Linked DNA regions of Mus musculus: region 2 is linked to region 1. The links are chromatin contacts, called in public promoter capture Hi-C maps. All regions are on one chromosome and are shown on one strand. Each heading gives the region's core, a stretch centred on a gene start, on an enhancer-like site or on the middle of the called end of the contact. The rest is flanking DNA. Distances are from core to core; before and after follow the strand shown.

Evidence for each region. Promoter capture Hi-C pulls out the DNA fragments that hold promoters and counts their contacts.
Region 2: a promoter capture Hi-C map of hematopoietic stem and progenitor cells shows a contact between it and region 1, with 2.0 times the contacts expected there. The contact joins the enhancer-like site here to the promoter of Snx31 in region 1. A contact is called at or near these places in 5 of 39 promoter capture datasets (the 3T3-L1 cell line, cranial neural crest, embryonic stem cells and 2 more), 1 of 484 Hi-C or Micro-C datasets (B cells) and 3 of 9 other capture datasets (adipose tissue, liver and pancreatic islet).

The regions. Positions count from the first base shown.
Region 1 is chr15:36,551,680-36,558,715 of GRCm38.p6, forward strand. Snx31 (sorting nexin 31) reads right to left here and starts at 3,894. Exons shown (of 14, transcript NM_001347022.2): 1 at 3,769-3,894; 2 at 3,581-3,655. The coding sequence starts at 3,834.
Region 2 is chr15:36,638,081-36,645,116 of GRCm38.p6, forward strand. No RefSeq gene overlaps it. Among named protein-coding and RNA genes, the nearest start is that of Pabpc1, 33 kb to the left of the region's middle. Within about 2 kb of position 2,836, at least 112 of the 459 cell types and tissues checked have an H3K27ac peak or open chromatin away from gene starts, as enhancers often do. A contact at or near this core is called in hematopoietic stem and progenitor cells, where this site is marked.

The DNA of each region.
Region 1 (7,036 bases), core at 2,644-5,143:
AAATGGTTTAAAGAAGAGAGGAAACTGAATGCCTGGTGTGTAGAAACTGTTGTACTTTTTTTTTTATAAACTAAGACTGTTACTACAAAAATTAAGCTTATTTTAAAACAAAACAAAACACCCTGATGTTCTGGATTCCCTCCAGAAAATGAGAAGATCTTGAAGTGACAGGGTCACGTCCTCAGGCAATTATCAGTTGAGAGGCAGCATAATAGCTCCCATCATGCCCCACTGCCTCTCACCAACCTCACCCCTGTAGACCCAGCTCTCATCTGATCCTGGTATCAAATATTCTCAGAGCAATTATGTATCCTTTAAACTCAAGGAAATGTCCCTGCCATGCCAAAGACTCAAAAGGCTGCCCGCCATCAGCTAGCTGCTCCACCAACCGGGACACTGTCTCAGCATCTCTGTTGCTGCCATTCACTGAAGCAGAAATTTGTCTTCTTTGCATGCAACTGTGTCTTGGTTAGTTGATAGCTCATCAAGTGATGCCAAAAATGGAATTATCTTCCATTGTGTACATAACTGTCACAGACATTAGACTCTAATCGGCTCTAGTCACAGCAGCCTTCAGACAACAGGGCTGCCTGAGTCACCCATCTGTCTGAATCTACGCCCCCCCCTCCGCCCCCCTGAGGTCAGGAGGTGGGAAAAGTCAGCATGGTGGAGAATCTAGGGCCTGACATGGAGCAGAATACCACCCAGCAGGTTTTACAGCAAGGACAGGTTCCTCAAGAAATCTTGTGGAAGGAAGTCTGGGGCGGGGGTGGGGGGATGGGAAATATTCAGTGAGTTGAATAAATTCTGCCAAAAGTCAACCTTCATCTCCATGGTTCAATTTTACCAGCACAGGCCTCTCACCGGTCTCAGGTGGAGTTGCCTGTGGCAGTCACTAGCATCCCAAGACTTGGAGAGTTCACCTCAGACTCATCAAAGCCTCCATGAAAGACCTCAGAAGGGAAACTCGGTTCCCCCACTCCGTTACTGTTTGAGGGGTTTGGTTTGGTTTTTGTTTGTTTTCTAGACTGGCCTAGAACTCAGTACGTAGCTGAGGATGATCTTGAACTATGCCTGCTTCACAAAAACTGGGGATCAAACTCAGGGCTTCAAATGTGCTGGGCAAGTGATCTACCTGCTGAGTGGGTGCATCCTCAGCCTGGTGTGTGTGTGTGTGTGTGTGTGTGTGTGTGTGTGTGTCTGTGTGTGTGTGTCCGTGTGTGTGTGTGTCTGTGCGCGCGCGCGCGCGCATGTGCATATGTATATGAGAGAGAGAGAGAGAGAGAGAGAGAGAGAATATTGTAAGTGACTGTGTGACTGTGTTGTGTGACTCTGTGTGTGTGTGTGTGTGTGTGTCCTCTCCAAGTCTGGCAAAAGTTGCCAAGGGTTTTTCAAGATCCTTCTCTGCCATTTTTTCTTCTTCTTCTTCTTCTTTTCTTTTACTTTTGTTCTGCTCTGAGACAGGGGTTTCTCTGTATAGCCCTGGCCACCCTGGGGCTCTCTGTAGACTAGGCTGGACTCAGAAATCCCCATTTCTCTCTGCCTCCCAAGTGCTAGAATTAAAGGTATGGGCCACCACAGCCTGCTTCCTCTCCCTCTCCCTCTCCCTCTCCCTCTCCCTCTCCCTCTCCCTCTCCCTCTCCCTCTCCCTCTCCCTCTCCCTCTCTCTGGTGGAAGTGGAATGGTCCCAAAATCCTTTTAATTTTTTATAATTCCATTTATTTGATTGTGGAGTGGGAGCTCATGCGTGAGGTCAGAGGACAACTTGCAGGAGTTAGTGGTTTTCTACATGAGTTCCTGGAATTGAACTCAAGTTAACAGGCTTTGCAGCAAGTGCCGCTGAGCCATCTTGCTAGCCCCAAATTCTTATTAGTCTGACCAAATATAAGGTACCATAAAAAAGGAAAGGCTGTGTATACTTAAGAGGGGCGTATAAAGTCCTTGCCAGTTTATTTCCTTATAAGCTCTGTGTGACACTCTATGTGTATTATGTTAAATAAAGGTTATAACTTTGCTAACAAGGGATTTGGCTGTAGGATTGAATTTAACCAGGCACAGAGGCACACACACCTTTAATCCCAGCCCTGGGAGGCAGGGTCAGATCTCTCATAGTGAGGAGGTCCAGGACAGCCAGAGCTACATAGTAAGACTGTTTCAAAAAAATTAAAGAATTGACTTTCTATCCTGTAGGAATAAGAAGGAGTTCCTGTCCAGGTGGCACGTTCCTGAGTTCTTGTCAGCCAGGGTAATTCATAAAAGGCTGAGTCTGATAAAAAGAAGGGTCTCTGTGAGGTGCCATGTGACCTGTGCTCTCTGACAGCATCAGCTGCAGCCCTGTCCCCAGCAAAACCCCCTCAAGGGCTGCAGCTGACCCTCTGATGTTGAACCCTGGTAACATCTGCTGTGTGAGCTCTCTGGCTGGCTCAGCTCTCTGTGCCTTTAGATAAATACAGCCAGTTTAACTGACGCCCCCGTGATTTGCCTGGGATACTTTCCCCAGCTCTGAAGAAGCCTGTGAAGGCAATGTCAGCTTGTGGGGACCCCGTTGCACAGGGAGCATCAGCAAGAGGGGAACTCCAAAAGCCTTGCAGACCATTGGGTGCTCCCCTTGCCAGGTGCTGGCCTCCCCAGCTCCCCCATCATTCTGAGCTAATCTGGTTTTCCTATCCACCTCACACTCTTTTCTTTTTTTTTTTTTTTTTTTTTTTAGATTTATTTATTATTTTATGTAAGTACACTGTAGCTGTCTTCAGACACACCAGAAGAGGGAGTCAGATCTTGTTACGGATGGTTGCGAGCCACCATGTGGTTGCTGGGATTTGAACTCTGGACCTTCGGAAGAGCAGTCGGGTGCTCTTACCCACTGAGCCATCTCACCAGCCCCCTCACACTCTTTTCTTTTAGGTCTGAGACAAGTCTGTGTAGCCCAGGCTGGTCTTGATTTCTCTATCCCTCACCTCAGTCTTCCATGGGCTAGGACTACAGGAATGTGCCACCCTGCCTGACTTTTATCTTCTTCCTCTTTGCCTATTTACACCCCCTGTTCCTATCTGCCACTGTCACATCCTCTGCTTGGAAGACAGCTCCTGGACCAGTCCCTTCCCAAGCCCCAGTCAGTCTCCCAGAAACCCCCCCTAGATTGCATAAGATGCTTTTGAGTCTTGTGACACTTTCTGACTACCACAAGCCAATCTGTATCGATGTAGCTCATGAGTCTTGGGTTTGCTAACAAAGGGACTTGGAAAGGTGGGCCAGATAAGACCGTGTTAGAACTAGAAGCTGTACAAAGCACACTTGTCCCAGTTGACTCTACTCTGGGATAGGTCTGAGGGCTCTGAGCGCAAGAGGCTAGAGGAAGGCTATTACTCTGCAACTGGTCATTATGGTCTTGTTCATGTTATAAGGCTGACCTGAAGTTGAAGATGTTGGTATAGGAGATAGCTCTGGGATTTAAAGAGTGCCTATAGTTCACAAATCAGGAGCCTGTAGCCAGCCCTCCTCCTCTACCACCACCACCACCACCACCACACCCACACACACACAGTCCAATGTCTTTCAGAGTAACACAATCCAAGCTCACCTGTTCATCCCAGCGGTGCAGCTGGCTGTAGCGTACTTTGCAGAAGAGGAACCCGTCCAGGTACACGGAGTACAACTGAAAGCACAGACACCCGCCTGTTATCCTAGGCGAGGATGAGGACTGGGGTAGGAGGTGCCCAGGGTCACCGAGCCCCTCCCCACCCAACCGACCCCGGGCCCCAGACGCACCACGTAGCGGCCCCCCAGCGCGTCTGGCCGCTGCTGGGACACCGGGATGCAGAAGTGCATCTTCATGGCTCTGGCGATGACCAGGGACAGCGTGGAGAACAGGACCTGCCGCCTAGAGTCTGGGCTGGGTCCTGAGCTCCCACTCCTGCCTTGGGTCTGCGGGTGGGCGGGGTCTGCGCCTGGCTCCGCCCCACCCCGCCCCGCTCCGCCCCGCCCCGCTCCCTCCACTAAACCTCAGCCTGATTCTCAGGCTGGACTAGAGACGTGCGCACACAATCAGGGTTCAGAGGGACCTCAGGGATGCCAGATCTCAGGCCAGGGTCACCCTGGAGGCCAGAGGCTGGAATTTTAGAGACTTTTGAGGAGGAAAACGTGCCTCTGTGGTGCAGGGAGGGAGGGACAGTGTCGAATTCATTTTCAGAGAGCTCAGCCCACAAAAGTTAAGAATCCTGTCTCTAGCCACATGAACATTTTATACAGCTGCCAGAAAGTCACTGATCCAACCCTGCCCCAAATCATCAGAGCCAGGCAGCTTGCCTAAGGAAACAGAGCTTCTCCAGGGGCCACTTCAGGGGCCAGGTCTCCTGTCTGTGACCAACAGAATGTCCACTTCCAGAGTGAGGGGGATGAGATGGCATTCAGATCCGCCTCATACCGGATCTCCTGGCATTTTCTACGGAGGGTGCCTTGATGATTTGGGAGTTTCCCATCACCCCAGCGCTGGCTACAGTATACTGTGGATTAAGATTAGAAAGGGGAAAGGAGGTATACCTTGGAAGTACCCTATCACAGGAGCATTAGGCTCAGGGTTTTTTTGTTTGTTTCTTGTTTTGTTTTTGTCTTAACCTTTTTAAAATGTATCATGGTGTGCAGTCCATATGTAACACTGCTTTGATGGTTTATTGTTGCTGTTTTGTACATATGATTTTTATTTTTTTGATTGGAAGTGGCTTGTTGTCTTATTCTTGTTTTTTAAGTCTTCTTTCTCTCATTATAGGAAATTTAAAACATGGATGTGGCCTGGGTCTCTCTTACCTGGGGAAGCCCTGTTCTTGAGTAGATACCGCTCTCCGTGGCTGGGTTCTTAGGAATCTTTGTTCCCAGAATCTTTCACCGACTTCTTGGTTTTTCACTGTTGATATTGATTAATTCTATTAACTTGTGAATATGGTAAAAACTGATTGTGAACTTGGTGGGATTTAGAATCACCTAGGAGCTAAACCTCTGGGTACATCTGTGAGTTGTCTGTCAACAGACTGAGCGGCACCTCCGACAGGGGACCAGGGGACGGGAAGGAACAAAAGAAGAGTCAGCTTCGCACCAGCGTTATTGATCTCCTGACTGCAGAATTTGAAAGTGGTCAAGCAGGGAAAAAAAGGAAGTGGTCTGACGCTCTCACCAATGCCCAGAGACCTCCTCTTCAAGGACCACATTTGGAAACCTGGAGAAACAGGCCAGAGTAAGAGCACACTGCTCTTCTAGAGAACATGGGTTCAATTCCCAGCACCTACATGACAGCTCACAGCTGTCTATAACCCCAGTTCTAGGAGATCTGATGTTGTTTTTGCCTTCCTTGGGCACCAGGCATGTGCACAGCACAGACACCCATTGAGGCAAAACACTCATATACAAAATATAATTAAAATAATTTTTAAAAATTAAAAATAATAGTATTTGTACCATCATTCTATCAGCATGACTTTGGAACTTTTAAATTATTTTAAAGTTAGATTTACTCATTTGTACTGGATTTACTAGAATGTGTTGAGGTCACAGGACAACTCACAGAACTCTGTTCTCTCCTTCCACTCTGTGAGTCCCAGGCTCAGGTCTCCCAATTCCCCCCACCTCCCTCAGCACAAGCAGCAGGTCACCTGATTTGTCATGATAGCTTAGTTTACCATTTTGAATATAAGTGGAATCAGGCTGTGTGTACTGTGTGGCCCAGCTCCCTCTGCACAGCATAGTTATTTAGAGATTCCTCTAGCTCATATGCAGAGTTTGCACTTCTTTTTAAATTATTTATTTATTTATTTATTTATTTATTTTTGCTTAGTGGTGTTGCATTTTATAATTTGCATCCTTTTTCATTGCTAAGTAGTATTCCGCTGTATATCTATGTCACAAAGTGTTTATCTAGCTCTATTGGTATGCTCACTTGGATTACTTACATAGAGTGAGTTTGGGGCTTATCATTAATATTTTACAAATATTACTTTAGGCTAAATACTTCTTACAACTTTATGGAAGAATACTACTCAGTTTGTGGTGAGATTAATTCCTCATAAGTCTAAGGTAAGTTAGGAACACAGTGGTAAGTGGTTAGTGCATTTAAAGTGTGTTCCCTAGCTTAGAGAGACAGCATGTGGTAGTGTCATGATTCAGCAGCTAAGTGCAAGCTTCCACTGCCCACAGTCTCAGGGAGGGCTGGACCATGTGCCGACAGCCAGTTGTGGTGGTCAGTGTTAATTCTCAAGTTGGCAGGATCTAAAAATCATCTGGGAGATGGGCCTCTGAGCATGCCTGCGGGAGTTATTCTGACTGCAGTGGTTGATTTGGGGAGGCCTGCCCACTGTGGGTGTTGCCATTCCCTAGCCAGGATCCGAGGCCGCAGAAGGTGTCAGAGGTAGGCTCATGTGCATCATTCTCTGTTTCCTGAGTGTGGGTGGGATGTGATGAGCTGTTTCACATGCCTGTGACCTTGGCTTTTCCACCATCACAGACTGACCTGTCTCCTTTAAGGTGCTTTCCTCAAAATATTCTTATCACAGTAAATGGGGGACGGGGATTAAAACACTGAAAAAGTATTAATTTTTTATTATAGTGTGTTTCTGCTGAATGCACATTGCTTTTCCACCATTGTAAACTTTAAAGAGTTAGCATCTTCACATTAGGTCATTAGTCACCCAGCCAGAGCCATGGCTGGAGACAGATGCTGTTCTGCCCCCTTCTTGGGAGCTGAGGTACTGTGCATTTCAAGAACCTAACAAGGACCTGCAGCTGTCAAGGGACAAACACTCAAACCCTGAGAGGAGAATGGGAAAACCAAACTAGGTCACTTGGCAAGGTATGCAGGGATATGGGAGGGGGGGGAAAGGGGGGAGCATGACACCATGCCTCATAGGTCTGTGATCCCTACACTCTACCTGCCGTCCCTCTGTCTCTCTGTCTCTCTCTGTCTCTGTCCCTCTGTCTATCTCTGCTCCACATCACCCAGCTGCTGACAGGGTTCTTGGGTGTGAGTTTGGTCTCTATTCCAACAATAGAA
Region 2 (7,036 bases), core at 1,586-4,085, 85 kb after region 1:
GCTTTCTTTCTTTCTTTCTTTCTTTCTTTCTTTCTTTTTTTTTTTTTTTTTTTTTTTTTTTGGTTTTTTCGAGACAGGGTTTCTCTGTGCAGTCTTGGCTGTCCTGGAACTCACTTTGTAGACCAGGCTGGCCTCGAACTCAGAAATCCACCTGCCTCTGCCTCCCGAGTGCTGGGATTCAAGGTGTGCGTCACCATCGCCCGCCCGGCTCTTTTTAAAAAAAAATATTTATTGTAATCTATGAGTACATTGTAACTGTCTTCAGACACCAGAAGAGGGTATCAGGTCCCATTACAGATGGTTGTAAGGCACCATGTAGTTGCTGGGAATTGAACAAACAAGCAAATAAACAAACAAACAAGCAAATATGGTTCTGGGGATTTAACTTCTGAGGCAAGCATTTTCCTATGATCTCCTGGGCTCCTTAGTGGCTCCCACTTTTAACCTATCTCTGACTTTTCCTCCTGATCCTTGGCTTTGGGCGATGATGTTACTAGCCACTAGGCAAGCTGGTTTCTCTCAGTCCTCCTCCTTTGGTTGTCTTAACCCACACCAGTCTTCAGTGTCATTTCCTATACAATGCTGGGCACTGGGGTGTGCAACTCTCATGCAGCTTCTGGAGGCAGGAAGGCAACTGAACTTGAGCCTTGCAGTTCAAAGCCAGCCTGAGCCATAAAGTAAGACGTTATTTATTTATTCCCTTTAAAAAGTGTTTCAGCCAGGAGAGGCAGGCAGATCTCTGGAAGTTCTAGGACAGCCTGGTCTATGTGAATGCCTGGACAGCCAGAGCTACATAATAGAGAGACCCTGTCTCAAAAGAAAATCCCACAAACAAATAACAAGTACTCATATCCCCAGAAAACAGGTCACAAGTCTCCTCTGTGTCTGAGACTTCCAGAACACACGTGTATCTAGAGATCACGCGTGGGTGAGAAAAGTGTTCTGATTTGCTGCAGTCTACATCCTGTGATATTTCCTCCTTCTCCTCATCTCTGGCCTGTCTGAACGTCATATCCATCAAACAGGCCGGAGATGATGAGGTTAGCCTCCCTTGAGATCTGTGGGGCGGTAGATAAGAAAAGGTCATTTGCAAACCAAGTGCCACCTGGAGAGAGGTGCTTCTCAGAGCCTGCTTGTGATTGATTGATGATTGATAGATGCATTGATGTGATGGAAAAACACATCTTTCCCACTGGGATCATTCCATTGCTTCTTATCAGAGGTGGAATGTCACACTTGCTCTCCTGGAAAGGATGAACCGCTCAAGTTTTAGACTAGAGACGAATCTGGCTTTGGGTTTTTTGTTGGTTCTGTTTTGTTTTAGTAATCACCAGAGTCTGAGCTGCAGCCACAAGTGAACATGCTTCCGCTGCATAAATCAGAGCCACTGCAGAATGGAAAGCAGATAGACAAACAGTTCCTATGTGCGGCACACGATGCATATTCCCCACGTTCCGTCTCAACCGATCACATCTGCTCATTCCCATTCTTGTCTACAAGAGTGGGCATTTTTATTTGCATTTTCTAAAGCTTAGTTCAAAAAACACATTAATCTCCACTTGTAAGCCTGGCCCTTTCCTGGTGAAAGACACAGGCAGACAACAGCTAACTGAAACCCGAAGTCTTAAGCATTGTATACATGGGTGCGGCTAAAATGCTGTGGGTGCCAGGAGGAAGGAGGAAGGATGGGATGGGGTTAGGAGCAAATGTCCGTGAGTTCTTCCCTTAGGCTAAGGACCCGGTGCATGGTGCATGGGCTTCCAGCAGCCGTACTACCTGGGCACCTGTGAGAAATGCAGAGTCCCAGGCTCCACCTCAGACCCGCTGATTCAGACTTTGCGTCTTGACAGGATGCTAAGGAACACTGGTCTAGGTGACCTGCAGATTTTATTTAGTTTACAACCCATTGAGGCAATAAGGACAGGAAGTGAAGAGACAAAATTCTCCACATGTCGTGGAGCTGGGATTTGAACTCAGGCCTGGTAAACTCCTGGGCTCCATTCATTTCTCTGTGCTTCTCTTTTCTACCCAGGGCTTTCTGGGAAGCACCGCAGCCGAGGGGACCCTTGAGCTGTGCTCGGGAGGTCCATGAAGAAGGAAGAGGACATGCTTGGCAGAGCCTCCAGAGCAAGTGCTTGGCACAGCTGCTCAACAGGGCCATGACCAGTGAGGAGAATAAGGGAGGCGAGAAAGCTGGAGTCAAACAGTAAAGAGCCTTGAACACCACACTAAGGAGCTTGAATTTCCCTGAGAGTGGACATTCCAGCCTGGCATGGAGCTGTGATCCTTCATGGACCAGGTCTGGTTCCTTGTACTCTCGGGCTGTGTTGTAGGCAGTCTCGCTAAGTGCACACTGAAGCAGACTTTGTGGTAAAACATTCTACTTAAAACTCAACACTTGTGAGCCAGCACAGAGGTTCATGACTGTAATCCCAGCATTTGGGAGGCTGGGAAGGTGGTCATGAGTTCAGGGTCAGTCTGGGCTATAGATCCAGCTTAGTTGGCCTGGACTCTTGTGAGGTCTAGTCATTAAAAGGAAAAGAAGGGTGAGGGAGAGACAGCAGAACAGAGCACGCTGGTGAGCCTCTGAAATCCTGCCACTTGGGAGGCTGAGGTGGCCATACGTTCCAGGCCAGCCTGGTCTATACAGCAAGCTCTATGCCAGCTAGGGCTATAGTAAAACTCAGTCTCAAAAGGCTGAGCAGAAGGAAAAAGAAAAATGGAAATGAAGAGGAGAAAGAGAAAAGAGAGAAACCATCACCTATAGGGAAAGAGGATGAATGTGGTTTTAACCAAGCCCCAGCCTTCTTCTCCGGAAGAGGTTACAGGGCTGACTGTCACAGATGCAGGCTGTCACAGCAGGGTGTGACCTTGGCTCTGTCAACAAGGAGGGAGTTAGACTATTTGCTGACTAACTGCTCACATCATAGCCAGGTCACCAAGACAGGGAAGCAGGCTGTACTCAGGGGTGGGCTTTCTCCCCTGAGCCCGGAAAGGCTGGCCTGTGGCCGGGGGCAGAGAAAAATCACATAGCTCCCCAGTTTGCCATTCCGGTGCCCAGTTTTCATCCAGATGTGCTGGTTGAGTTGAACTGTGCTAAGTGCTAAGAAGACCGGAAGCTTAGAGGTTTGGAAAGATGATTTCAATGGACCCGGGAAGCTTTATTTGGATATAAACCGCCTGTATCAGAGACTCCTGATAAGACCCAAGCAGATTTCACTCTTTCTCATATCGGTTTAAAGGGGCATGGTCATGAGCCACAGAAGGGAAATGGCCCCTTGAGGCTTGTTTCTCTATAGTCCTCTAAGGCAGCCGTCCTTAGTCAGAAGTCACTGTGCCGGCAGCATCAACACCTTCTGGAAACGCACCAGAAATGTAATTTTCAGATATCACCGACTCTGAAGCCAAATCAGAAACTCCATGGCTGGGGCCCAGCCACCAATTTGTGTTTCATTTAATTGTGTTGTTGTTATGTTTTGGCAGTTCTGAAACTGGGCTTCAGCAGGTAGCATAGGCTGGCCTCAAACTCTTCACAATCTCTATTGATGCCTCTTATGTTCTGAGTTCACAGGCATGCGCCGCCACATTGGGGTCCATCCACGCTTGTGTTTGGGTGACACATTTATGTTTGGGAAACACTGAACCAAGTATTCTGTCCTCATTTGTCTAAATTCAGGACCAGCCTGTGGCCAGGCAGAAAGGAGCAGTGACAGTACATGCCATTTCTTTCCAAGAAAGTTCTTGAAGTTGGAGCTTCACTTTCAAGAAGCTAGTTTTGCAGCTGTGGAGTCAAGAGGTTTATTACATAGCAGTGAGAAACCTTGGGAAATGTAATCTTCCTATAAGAGGTTCTGACTCCAGCTAAAATGTGGGATTCTATACCAACGAAAAATAAAGGCAATGTATTGACAGAGAGCTAACAGCCTCTGCCAGACTGAGGAGAGCTACAGTCAAGGTGCACGTGCCGGAGTAAGGGGCACATCCCAGAGGAAGGGGCACAGACCAGAGGAAGGGGCACAGGACAGAGGAAGGGGCACAGGACAGAGGAAGGGGCACAGACCAGAGGAAGGGGCACAGACCAGAGGAAGGGGCACAGACCAGAGGAAGGGGCACAGACCAGAGGAAGGGGCACAGACCAGAGGAAGGGGCACAGGACAGAGGAAGGGGCACAGACCAGAGGAAGGGGCGCAGACCAGAGGAAGGGGCACAGGACAGAGGAAGGGGTGCCCTTGAGAAGTAGTTTCTGAGCTCAGTCTGCTGGGGCAGGAAGATCCTAGGCAACATCATAAGACTGTCTTAAAATAAAAAGTGAAAAGAGGGCTGAGGATAACCCCAGTGCTTGGCAGCAGCTGTGGCCTTGCTTGCAGTCAGTCCTAATACTGAAATGAACGCCATGGATTTGATGACCATTCTGTTCTCATGGTGGGGAAAGGTGGACAAGTCCTAAGTTTCCAGGCAAGTGTACAGTGACTGTGATAACTGCCAAAATGCTAGAGGGGGAGGAGAGAGGGAGGACCATGGCTTTGATTCTAGGCTCAGTGGATCCTGCTTAAGGAGTAAGAAGCTAGAAATGTCCAGTCCAGCCAGGTGTGACGTCACATGCCTATAACTCCAGCACCACATTTGGGAGGCAGAGTTGAAAGTTTGAAGTCAACTTGGTCTACATAGTGATGTGTCAGAAGAGAAGCGGGGAGGGAGGGAGCAAAGTGTGCAGGCCTGTGGTCAGTGAGTTGGTGAGATCAGACGGATTCGGAGGTCTGAGATCAATGCTTGCAAAACAATGTGGTAGTGGAGTAATGACGTCCATGGGATTGCCCAGAGTGTGAGGTACAAGAGGAAGAAAATCTGGGAAGGTGGACACTGAAGAGCTGAGCACAGAAGGAGAAGCTAGTAAAGAAGACAAAAAGTGCCTGCTGTGGGAGTGGTGTCAGGGAACAGAGGCCAGAGGACTTCACAGAAGCAGTATGGCACACGGTGTCACAGGTTGCAAAGGTGACTCATGGGACAAGCACTGGAAAAGTCCCTGGTAACAATTGATGCAAACCAAGACAAACCAGACAGCTATGGGAGATGGTCAAGGTGGCCCAGTGGCAGCACCAAGACCCAGCCTGTGTTCCTAAGTCTCAAATCTCACATAGGATCCCCGGCACCCTTTCTTGCTCCAAGCTGCCATATGAAAACTGTTTTTCAGGTTTGTGTCTACTTGGAGAACTTGTTTCCCAAACTGCTGTGGTTCTATCCTCCTCCTCCTCCTCCTCCTCCTCCTCCTCCTCCTCCTCCTCCTGCTCCTCCTCCTCCTCCTCTCCCTCCTCCTCCTCCTCCTCCTCTTCCTCCTCCTCCTCTCCCTCTTCCTCCTCCTCCTCTCCCTCCTCCTCCTCCTCTCCCTCCTCTTCCTCCTCTTCCTCCTCCTCCTCCTCCTCTTCCTCCTCCTCCTCTTCCTCCTCCTCCTCTTCCTCCTCCTCCTCCTCTCCCTCCTCCTCCTCCTCTTCCTCCTCTCCCTCCTCCTCCTCCTCTTCCTCCTCCTCCTCCTCCTCTCCCTTCTCCTCCTCCTCCTCCTCCTCCTCCTCCTCCTCCTAAGCCTCCTCCTGCTCCAATCTGCTTGAGTAGACCCACTGGAGTCTGATTGTGACACTGTCCTGGTTTATGGGCATCACTTTCCTTCCCAGCATTCTAGACTCGTGTTTCCCTTTGTCCTGTGCCATGTCTTGCCTGGAAGCCCAGATTCCTCTGGGTAATGTAAGCAGTTGGTGTTGTTCCTACCTACCCTGTGCTGGAAAGAGTGTGTCAGGCTAAGATCACAACCCAGGCTCAGGGCTGTTGTGCTCCCAATTGCACCTCTGCATAGTGTAAAGTGTAGACAGCTTCACGTTGGTGAAGGCACACTGTGAACATGGCCGGGAGGTTAATTTTGGAGTTAGCTTATTTCTGAAGTGTTCAGTTGGTAGGTTTTGTTTGTTTGTTTGTTTCTAAACTTTGGACAGCTGTGCGTGTAGGCATGTTGCAGGCAGTTGTGCATGAAGGCATGTTGCAAGCAGCTGCTTTTAGCTCTCTGCTTCTGGTGCATGCGAGGTTTTGCCTGTTGGAAGCAAGCTGCAGCTACAGGCAGCATCCACCAACCGGCTTATTGTCAACCGTAGTCGTGTGCTGACTGCAAAGTGGCCCCACTTATTTTGCATATCTTGTGAGATCACTATGGGAACGCAGTCCCTATGATACAGCACTCCTTGTCTTGAGCACTTTTCATGGTTTTTAAAAACAGCTTCATTTCCTATTGATACAAGAGAAATATTTGATAACCAAAAATAAATATAGCCAAAAATTTCGAGTTTGTTTCATTAATGAGTATGGCTTTGCAGTCTAATCTGAATGAGCCTAGACTTGTCCTGCAAGTGTGTACTCTCCTAACAGGTGAGTCACCCCAGACTCCCTCGACTCTATCGTGGTGGATGACCTGAAGAGTCACAGTTACTCAAGATGTAGGACAAAGGTAGAAGCTCCTGCAGCCAGGCGGGAGTACTACAGGCAGCCAGGCCAGGCAGGAGTACTACAGGAAGCTGTTCTTAGATTCAAGCCGAAACATTTTGTATCTCACTTCTTGTGCTACAACCAGTCATTGTGCCATTGTGGACCAGTCACTGTGCTGGACTATCAACAGCCTCCCCGTTTCCATTCTGACACTGAAGCTAGTGACATCTCATTGTGGATGAAGACATGGCGTCAGAATCTCTGTGCTCATACGCGTCACTATTCATCTCTCTAGCATTCATCGGCTTTCTCAGACTAGAATAAACAGCTAATTCATTGGCAGTTTATGTGATCTGGCTCACCTGACTCCAGTCACCTGTCCACACTGTCCTTTCTGGTCCGCCATGTGCAAGCATGCAGGTTGTAGACTGTAGGAAGTGCAGGTAGGCTGAAGGGTGAGTGACAGCCCTGGAAACAGTACATGCACCTTGCTCTCACACACAAAGCCTTTTCTTATGAAGCCGAGACACTTGCCTCTCCTTCTAGAGCGGAACTCTCTTGGACCTGCCAG